Regions from separate parts of the Sus scrofa genome. Here all the other regions are linked to region 1. A link is a contact called in public Hi-C and HiChIP or PLAC-seq data. All regions are on one chromosome and are shown on one strand. Each heading gives the region's core, a stretch centred on a gene start, on an enhancer-like site or on the middle of the called end of the contact. The rest is flanking DNA. Distances are from core to core; before and after follow the strand shown. Region 1 holds the start of SEC24A (SEC24 homolog A, COPII coat complex component). Region 2 holds the start of TXNDC15 (thioredoxin domain containing 15). Region 3 holds the start of C2H5orf24 (UPF0461 protein C5orf24 homolog).

Region 1 (3,037 bases), core at 187-2,686:
CTACATACCTGCCTACTCACACACATTTTTAAAAGTCTTTTAGGGCCTTCTTTGTAGAGAAAACAGTAGTCTCTAAAATAGAGTGTAGCTATTTTAGTCATTGGCTATCTTCTCCAACTTGCCAGCAATCTTAGATTCCAACGGGCAATTAAGCATTTTAGAATTATTCTACTACTTGTTTCCAAGAACCAAAGTTTTACAAGTAAACTAGTGACTTGGCAAACTGTTGGCAGAAAACGTCTTATATAATAATAGCAATTATAGCAAACTTAGTAAATCACAATATAGGACAATTCAAAGAATCCTAGAAGGGGTACACAATTAGAAGACAGCCTCATACCCAATGAAAAATTATAGTGCCACATGCACACTCTGGTCAGAGGTTCAGAGACGTGTACAACCGCTTCCCCAGTGATCTAAAGACCTCTGGAAATTGAACAGATCCTCCCCTTAACTTAGTTGTTTCGAAGCTGAAAACCACAACAGGTGGCCTAACTACAATTCGGGGAAGGTTCAGGGAGAGATGAGCGGGCCCTAAAGAGGTCTCCCCAAAACATGCACTCACTCGTTCATCTCCGCCAATTCACACTGAGTATGACGCCCACCCCACTGCGGAACTGGAATGAATCAAACCCCAAATCCTGCTCTCTACGAGACGTGAGTGAGGCGGCGCGGAGGGGAAAGGCACATAAACAGACACTATGAGCCTTGGATGCGAATTGTGAGGTACGGCCCGCCTCCGTATTCCTCACTCACGTAAACCCTGGACGTTACATACAGCAAGGGCTCAACAACTGTCTGCTGAACGAATGAATAAATAATGAAAAACGAAACACTAAGACGAGCCGCGGTCTCCGTGGCGGGGCCTCGCACCCTGAGCCGCTCCCGACCCCGGCAGAGAGGTCACCCTCCCCTCCTCGGTCGCCTCAGGCGGCGGCAGCAACCAAAGGTCAACTCGAGCCGGGGGCCCGAACTTGGTCGTCCTCCCGCCCCCACGCCCCCTCTGAGCGGCACTTACCGTTGCTGTAATGAGACCCCGAGGCTGGGGCGGCCCCGTTCTGGGCCTGGAGGCCCGTGGGGGCGGCGCCGGAGGCCGGTATCCCGGGCTGGGACATGACGACGGTGTTCGTCGGGACTGGAAGGGGCTGGTCGGGGTCTGCGACAGCGCCAAGCCGACCCGAAAGACCACTGCTGGAAGCGGAGGGAGGGGGCCAACGACTTAGGGCTGGTGCAGGGAGAGAGAGCCGGAGGCGCATAAAGCCCTAGGCATGGCGCCACAGTCTCCCCAGCCCGCCGGCGGCCATGGCCTGGCCTGGGTGCTGAGGCTCGAGAGTCGTGCCGGCCGGGCCGGGAACGCCGGGCTGGGAGGAAGCAGCCGAGCGGAGAGAGACCGAGGGAGGCCCCAGCCGGAACTGCCTGTCAGCCGCCGGCCGCGCAGGCGCAATCGGGACACGTGGCACTTCCGGCTCCGGCCTCTCCCCCCTCCGCCGCCGCTGTCGCCGCCGGTGAGCTCTTCTCTCCCTGTGGGGCTGCCCAGAAGCCACCTGACTGCTCCGGGTGTCCCGGCCCGAAGGACCGTGCTTGGCCGCGCCTGCCACGTCACTGATTCTCACCAGCGACCGGAAGTGGCGTGTCACCGATACGGAAATCCCCACCGCGTGAACGTCATCTCGCCGGCACTGCCGGGATCCAAGCGCAATCCCGGCTTCAGTGGCAGCTTTCAAGGGGTGGGATGGACAGTTCCTCTTCTCTAGTTTTTGTGAAGATGAGCTGAGACGACAGACATCATCATCCCCTGCTGAGACTATACCTCGGATAGCTGGACCGATTAATGTTCGTCGCAGTATTTCATATTTCGTCATATTACAGGTGTAAATTGTAAGGAAATTTTTTAAAGGGGTGGTTAATTATGCACATATGGTAAAAGTAATCAAATCCAAGAGGAGGCCTTTGCTTTTTGACCGGAGGATTCAGAAGTAATTTTAGTTTTCAAATTCGCTGATTCATAGCATAGTCACCCCAAATCTCATTAACATCTTATTTAAATGGCAGTTTTAGTTCCTCTTCTAAGAGTTTACAGTAAGGTGCAACAAACTGCCTTTTCAGGCAACGAGGGTTTTTTTTTTTTTTTTTTGGCAAGTTGACTTTTTACTTCTGAGGCCAAAGGGAGGTAGAAACTGGAGTAATTAGACAACATAGTTAACTAATGATCTCAATCCTCATCTTAGCCACCTTCATTATACTTAGGTTTTCCTGTTCTGAGCTGATTGATAAAGCGCTTCTTGAAACAACAGATTTGTACTGTTGATTAAAATGTCATGCCTAGGGTGCCAAAACCTGAGAAAGGTGAAATACATCTTATTTAATTCATTTGCAATCAAATGCCTGCTATGAAATGTTATATTACATACAAAAAAGAGTAAGAACTAAACTGCTAAGGCCTGAAAAAGGAACAGTAATAATTCAAATAACTATTACCCTTTATCCTTTTTCTGTCACCTGTCTCAGATGTGTAAAAATGTGTTTGCTGTGTGTGAAACTGAAAAATCAAACTCCTTGTACAAGATACAAGTACGAAGTCTTCTTTGGGATGAAGATGATAATTTTCATCCAACTGTTTTCAGCTGAGAGCCCCTATAACAAAATCCCAAATCATATATCCCAAGAACACCTGAAAACAGACAAAAACACAAGCCTCTCAGTGGCTTAAACAGAAAATCCTCAGAACTGAACCTCCCTGAGGTCAGACTGAAAAATCAGTATTGCTCTTCAAAAGAGCAGATCCTTATACCTGGTCTCAAACTTGCATTGGTTTAATTCTCTTTATTTTCTTTTTTCTTTTTTTTCTGCTTTTTAGGGCTGCACTCGTGGCATATGGAAGTTCCCAGGCTAGGGGTTGAATCAGAGTGGTAGCTGCCAGCCTACGCCACAGCAACACAGCAACTCATCTGTGACCTACACCACAGCTCACCACAATGCCAGAGCCTTAACCCACTGAGCGAGGCCAGGATCAAACCTGCATCCTGCTGGATCCTAG
Region 2 (3,037 bases), core at 287-2,786, 180 kb before region 1:
AATAGAAAAACAAACAAACAAATAAAAAACATATCCATGAGGACTCGGGTTCAATTCCTGGCCTTGCTCAGTGGATTAAGGATCCTGCGTTGCTATGGTTGTGGTGTAGGCCATCAGCTGCAGCTCTGATTCAAGGGCAGCCTAGCCTGGGAATTTTCACATGTCACAGGTGCAGCCCTAAAAAGACAACCCCCCCCCACACACACACACAAAAATCAAATAAGATGATGCTAAAAAGGCACTAAGCACACTGCCCGGCACATAGTGAGTCCTTTCATTACTTTTTTTTTTTTTTGGCTATTTCTTGGGTCGCTGCTGCAGCATATGAAGGTTCCCAGGCTAGGGGTGCAATCGAACTGTAGCCACCAGCCTACGCCAGAGCCACAGCCACACGGGATACGAGCCGCATCTTCGACCTACACCATAGGTGACAGCAAGGCCAGATCCTTAACCCACTGAGCAAGGCCAGGGATGGAACCCAAAACCTCATGGTTCCTAGTCGGATTCGTTAACCACTGAGCCACGACAGGAACTCCCCTTTCATTCCTTTTCAGTACTCAGCAAGCTGGCCGCTGGGCCTCTTTCTAGGACACCACAGGGAAAGTCAAGACCTGCCTACTCCTGTGAAGTTGTGAATGACAAGCAAGGCCAAAAGGGTCTGGACTTGAACAGGGGGACTGTGAGGAGTGGAGTGAAGGAGGCTGAGAGTAAGCCGTGCCTCCAGGTGGCTGCCTTCCCCAAGGTGAAAGCAGGTCTGGGAGCACCGGGCTGCCCTGGGAGTCTCCTGTCCTTTTCTCATCTATCCTTCACACAGGCACCTGAGCAAAAGCGGCCTTCTCAATAAAGCGGTCCAGCAGGGTGCACAGTACAGTGGGGGCTTTGCAGTCCAAAGCCAGTCTCTGCCCATTGCCAGAAGGGCAAACATCGACAGATGACTTAGTCTCTCTTGGCTCAGCATCTTCATCTGTAAGGGTCGGTGGGAGGACGAAATGAGATCGTGGTGGAAAGCACTGCGCACAGTTCCTGGCTCCTAATAAAGCCACCATTCATGTCGCTTTCATTATGACGACTATCATTAATAATAAAGTGCTCGCTCAGCACATGAGGTTCCGCCTTGGTAAGCACTTCATTCCCGACTGACAGCCACCTGCTCAGGGGCCTAAACACGTCCCGGGCATCTCGCCCCGCCGCCCCCCACGCCAGACCTGGAGCGGGGACCACCGGGAAAGAGGTCTGGACGACGCGGGGAGAGGCGCTCCGGTGGGCGCCTGGGAGAGGCCAAGCGCGCAGAGCAGGCCTTCGCGCAGGTGAAAGAGCATTGCCGGGGGAGCCCGCCGCCTCCCCGGGCATTTCGCACACAGCCGCCGGCGCCCCCAGCCCGCACTCACCTTCCTGGCCGCGGGCCGGAGGCCCCAGCACCCATAGGAGTACCTGCCACCAGCCAAGGAGTCGCATGGTGCGGGGCGGGCGGCGGCCGCACCACCCAGGCCGAAGGGCAAACGGCGCACGGCCGCGCGAGGCGCGCTCTCCGCCGCAGGAAGGCAGGGGGAGGAGAGCCCGGGAGCGCGGGCGCGGCCCCGCGCCGCCATCCTGGCCGCTGGCAGCCTCCTCCGCGGGCGCCATCTTGGAGTCGGGCGGCCGCCTCTGGCCTCTGGCCTGCGCCGTGGGGCCCCGGGCCGTTTAGGAGCCAATCGCCAGCCGTCTCGGATCTTTTCGGTTTCCGGGCCCCCAAGTCCTGGGCGAGCTTCCACGAAAGCCCATTACCTTCTTTCTTCACACGGCAGTGGGGGCCTTGGCGCTTCGTTCCCCGGCCGGAAAGCCCCAGAGGCTTCTTCCTCGAGTGCCCCATCGAGGGTCAGTTCGCCGCGTCGCCTGCCTTACGTGTGCTACCCTTTAAAAGTTCCCAGGTGAAACACGGGATGCCCAGTTAAATGTGAATTTCCCATAAACACATAACATGTAATGTTCCCTTTGTATTTTGGCTGTTTGGACAGAGGCACTTACACATGTTAGAATTGTTGTCTTTCAGTAAATGCTATAGATAGAGCCTCTGAGGACAACTCAATAAATCCAGCCAACAGGATAGAATGCACATTTGACTGTCTCGCCACCAGGTGGCACATGCACTTATTTTCAGTGAGGAATGCCTTCAGGTTTGAAACTGATTTTATTTTCGTTTCTGGGGAGGTTGGGGGAGAAAGTTGGCATCCTGCTCTTTCTTTGCCTGAAGTGAATTCTGTGCACCAACAGCATAGGCCTGGGGATTTTCCAGACAAGAACGTGACAATAATTGGAATTGTTATGCACAGCTACACACTTGTACTAAGGCTGTTTTGTCCGCCTTGATAAGGTTTGCCTAGATTTTTTAAATCTGATGAGTCATGAGAACCTCTTTCTCTCTCTCCCTCATCAACAAAGTATTTACTTCATTCAGATCACCGTGGCAAAGTGTATTTGACAATGACTTCCATGCCACAATAATATTCGCCATCCCACATGCTCTTGTGCAAAGTAATTTTGCCACTGCCCCATCAGTAGATAGAACCTAATTCCCCTCCCCCTGAATCTGAGTGGGCCTGTGATTGACATATAACCAACAGAATGTAGCCGTATATGAAATGATCCTCTATGGCTTCTGAGGCTACACAGCCCTATCCTTTATTGCTGGGAGGCTTGCACACGTGTATTGACCGACACAGTAAGTAGAAGGATGTCCTGAGGTTGCTATGCTCTGCGGAAGTTCGAACTTGCTTGCAAAGAAATGCCGGAAACTACAGGCTCATCACCAGCTGATCTCAACCCTATTCTGTTCCAGCTTCAGCCACCACTGGACTGCTACTGCCTGAGAGACCAGAGCCAGAAATGCCCAGCTTGAGCTCTTTCCAAATTCCTGATCCACAGAAACAGAGATTGAAAAATTATCATTTTATGTCACTAAGTTTGGGGTGATTTTTAAAATGGATAGCTGGCTCATGTTAGTTTGTAATGAAATACCTTCAATCTGAAGAGAATAATGAATAAATCGATATTTTGGGCA
Region 3 (3,037 bases), core at 299-2,798, 150 kb before region 1:
GAATGAAATCCAAGAGTATAGAACAGATTATGTAGATGCTAATTATCTTTTAAAATAGTTCACAGGATGGAAGAGAGCAACAGTAAATTATCTTTTAAAAGAGTTCACTGAATATAAGGGAGTCAACTAAGAGTTTCTGTATATTTTAACTATGATTAAATTAGAATTCTTAAAGCATATGCTAAAATTTGCCATCCCTGAAGCTGTTTAACTGTGTTTACTTCCTTTTAGTCAGCTCTTCTCTATGAAATAATTCCTTTCCCATCTCGTGAATGTGGAGGCATTACTGCCAACATAGAGAACGCTTTAACTATTTTTAGTAACTTCACAAAGCATTCATTTTTAGGCATCGAGAGATTCTTCCTTTCCTGAAGCCCAAGATCTGCTCTCTTCCAAAGAGCAAACAACACATAATTGTCAGACGTTTATCTCAGGTCATTCTGGCTTGTAACGACTAAAGAGAATCACAACACGATTTTATAATTCTAAGTGAAAGTCCATTTGTGATCGACCTCAATCAGAAAGTCTGTTCAGCAAAAGCTAAAACAAAAGCCAGTCGTTACGCCTCCTGGCCCACCCCGGAAAGTTTTGATACTAGGTCAGAACATAAATAACGGCTTTCTTTGTCTTCTTTCAACTCCTTAATTGTGCCCCACGGCGCCGTTTCCCCGGCGCTGGAATCCTTACTTGACTTGAGGCGTCTAGAAATGTATTACCTGTCGTTAGCCGACAGCGTTTGCTGATGTATTAACAATGACAACTTTGCAGGAGATACACACCCACCCTACAGAAGGAGCTGTGCGCCCTCCGATAATCAAAACTGATAGCCTACTGTCCATGCACTCGGAGTTGTGCAAGCTGTACAAGTCCACCGCTCCATCTAGACTCCATCTCGAAGCCCACAGGCATTAATTTAAAGTGGTGGAGGGTGACTGCCGATTTCTCTCTCTCAAAGAGAAGAAAAGAAGCCGTGACCCCTCCCCCAGCCACAGGAGGCATTTCCCCCCAATAATGGCTCCAAGCCCGGGGAAGAGCAGGCACGGCCGGGGCCCCTCCTCTCGCTCCCGGCTAGGCCAGAGCCCCTCCTCGGGCGCAGGTCGGCGATCTCTCTCTCTCCAGCCCGCAAGGCCCCCCGTTTCCGTCCCTTCCGTGCGGTCTCCACGAGCTCCCGCGGCCCGTACTCTGCTTCCGGCCAGTCTGACAAAACCCCGCGAGCCCACCTACCTCAGCCGCTAGTAGCCCGGCCCCTCAGCGCGTCCAGGGGCTGCCCATCGGCTGGGATCCTCACGCTGGCACCGCTCCCCTCCCAGCCCGGCGCCTCTGCACTGCACGGAGAGCCCAAGAGAGAAGGACAGGCAGCGAGGGCGGCAGCGGCGGCGACGCCGACCCTGATCCCCGGCTCAGACCTCAACCACTGCTCACGGTCCTTCTCGGGACCGAGGAGGAAGAGGCCGCTACAGCCCCGTACGGCGAGGAGCGGCGTGCGCGAGCTCGCGAGGACCGCGCACGCACACGCACACGCGCATCGCGAGACCCAATCTCCCGCCCGACGGCCAGCGCGCAAGCTTGGGAGAGTGGGACAGGGAGCCTGGCTGCGCTTGCGCTGCGTGGGGACGGGCGGGAGGCGGGGCTTAGGCCCGAGCTGCTCGGGTTCTGGGGCAGGTTGGGGGCCACAGAGGGTATGATTTACTGATGTGAATTTTGACTCCAGTTTTGTGACGCTGTAACTACTGCTGACCCCGTTTTTCAGATTACAGGACTAATAAATGATGGAGTCAGGATTTGAACCCAGCATTTCTGCTGTAGAAACTGCTTTTAATTGCTGTTGGCAAAAAGATTTAATAATGCCTTACTGTGCTGAGTGCTGCCCAAAGTATATTAAAAGGACTCAGCTGCTGCACTTTACTTACTTATGGGGGGTGTGTGTGAAACCTCCACTTGTAAATAAAATGGGCGATATTCAAATATGAGGTGTTTGGACCCTCAGTCCTAGGATCATGTGATAATGAAAAACCTCATTTTGTGAGGCTAATTTTTTCAATTCAAACAATTTTTATGACCATGACCACCTCTGAATTACCATAGTCCTCCCACCATTGCAGAAAGGGATGGGACAAGCAGTATGCCTACAAAATCCCCCTATATGTAGCTACTGAGAGGTTTCTGGCATATCGGTCACCCCAAAAAAGCCACTCATTAGAAGGGATTAGTTTCCCCAGTTCTTCCTGCGGTGAATTCGAAGATGTCAGAAAGGTGAGGATCCAGAATTAGGAAGACTGCTGAGAGGAAGATACTTCTTTGACAGCATGAAGAGGATCAAGACTGTATGAGGAAGTCATTCTTAGCACTGAATTCTACCACAGGACAGCACTTGGCCCAGTGCTGCTGCCAGTAGGAAATAAATCAGCAACTTTTCTGGGTGAATACACAAGCCAGGACGCAGACCAAACACAGTACATAGAAAGGAAAGCTCATTCTGGCAGGGTTTCATAGCATGATTCTAATTACTCCTATATGATACTAGAACACAGGACTGATTGTACTAGTATTATCCATATATAAAAGAATACCAGGGAGTTCCCATTGTGGCTGAGAGGGTTAAGAACCTGACATCGTGTCTGTGAGGATGAGGGTTCAACCCATGGCCTTGCTGCAGTGAATGTCACAGATGTGGTTCAGAACCGGTGTGGCTGTGGTGTAGGCTGGCAGCTGAAGCTCAGATTCAACCACTAGCCCAAGGAACTTTCATATGCCGCAGGTGTGGCCATAAAAAGAAAAAAAATATATATATAGGAGTTCCTGTTATGGCTCAGTGGTTAACGAACCCAACTAGTATCCATGAGGACTTGGGTTCAATCCCTGGCCTCACTCAGTGGGTTAAGGATCTGGCATTGCCGTGAGCTGTGCTGTAGGTTGCAGACATGCTCAGATCCTGCATTACTGTGGCTGTGGTGTAGGCCAGCAGTTACAGCTCCAATTGGTCCCTAGCCTGGGAACCTCCATATGCCTTGGATGTAGCCCAAAAAAAACAAAAAAG

What was found. Hi-C and Micro-C count contacts between places; a contact is called where the count stands out from the background. HiChIP or PLAC-seq counts read pairs in DNA pulled down with a chosen protein or histone mark.
Region 2: a Hi-C map of liver shows a contact between it and region 1, with 4 times the contacts expected there. The contact joins the promoter of TXNDC15 here to the promoter of SEC24A in region 1. A contact is called at or near these places in 2 of 5 promoter capture datasets (fetal liver and liver), 3 of 47 Hi-C or Micro-C datasets (embryonic fibroblasts, heart right ventricle and liver) and 1 of 2 datasets of contacts at active chromatin or transcription factors (alveolar macrophages).
Region 3: an H3K27ac HiChIP or PLAC-seq map of alveolar macrophages shows a contact between it and region 1. The contact joins the promoter of C2H5orf24 here to the promoter of SEC24A in region 1. A contact is called at or near these places in 1 of 47 Hi-C or Micro-C datasets (epiblast stem cells) and 1 of 2 datasets of contacts at active chromatin or transcription factors (alveolar macrophages).

Annotation. Positions count from the first base shown.
Region 1 is chr2:136,882,449-136,885,485 of Sscrofa11.1, reverse strand. It overlaps SEC24A (SEC24 homolog A, COPII coat complex component), which reads right to left and starts at 1,436. Exons shown (of 23, transcript NM_001243924.1): 1 at 1,019-1,436. The coding sequence starts at 1,256.
Region 2 is chr2:137,059,487-137,062,523 of Sscrofa11.1, reverse strand. TXNDC15 (thioredoxin domain containing 15) reads right to left here and starts at 1,536. Exons shown (of 5, transcript NM_001243618.1): 1 at 1,389-1,536. The coding sequence starts at 1,455. It overlaps LOC102164851 (a long non-coding RNA gene), which reads left to right and starts at 2,018. Exons shown (of 2, transcript XR_002341915.1): 1 at 2,018-2,153; 2 at 2,816-3,037.
Region 3 is chr2:137,036,482-137,039,518 of Sscrofa11.1, reverse strand. C2H5orf24 (UPF0461 protein C5orf24 homolog) reads right to left here and starts at 1,548. Exons shown (of 2, transcript XM_005655017.3): 1 at 1,225-1,548.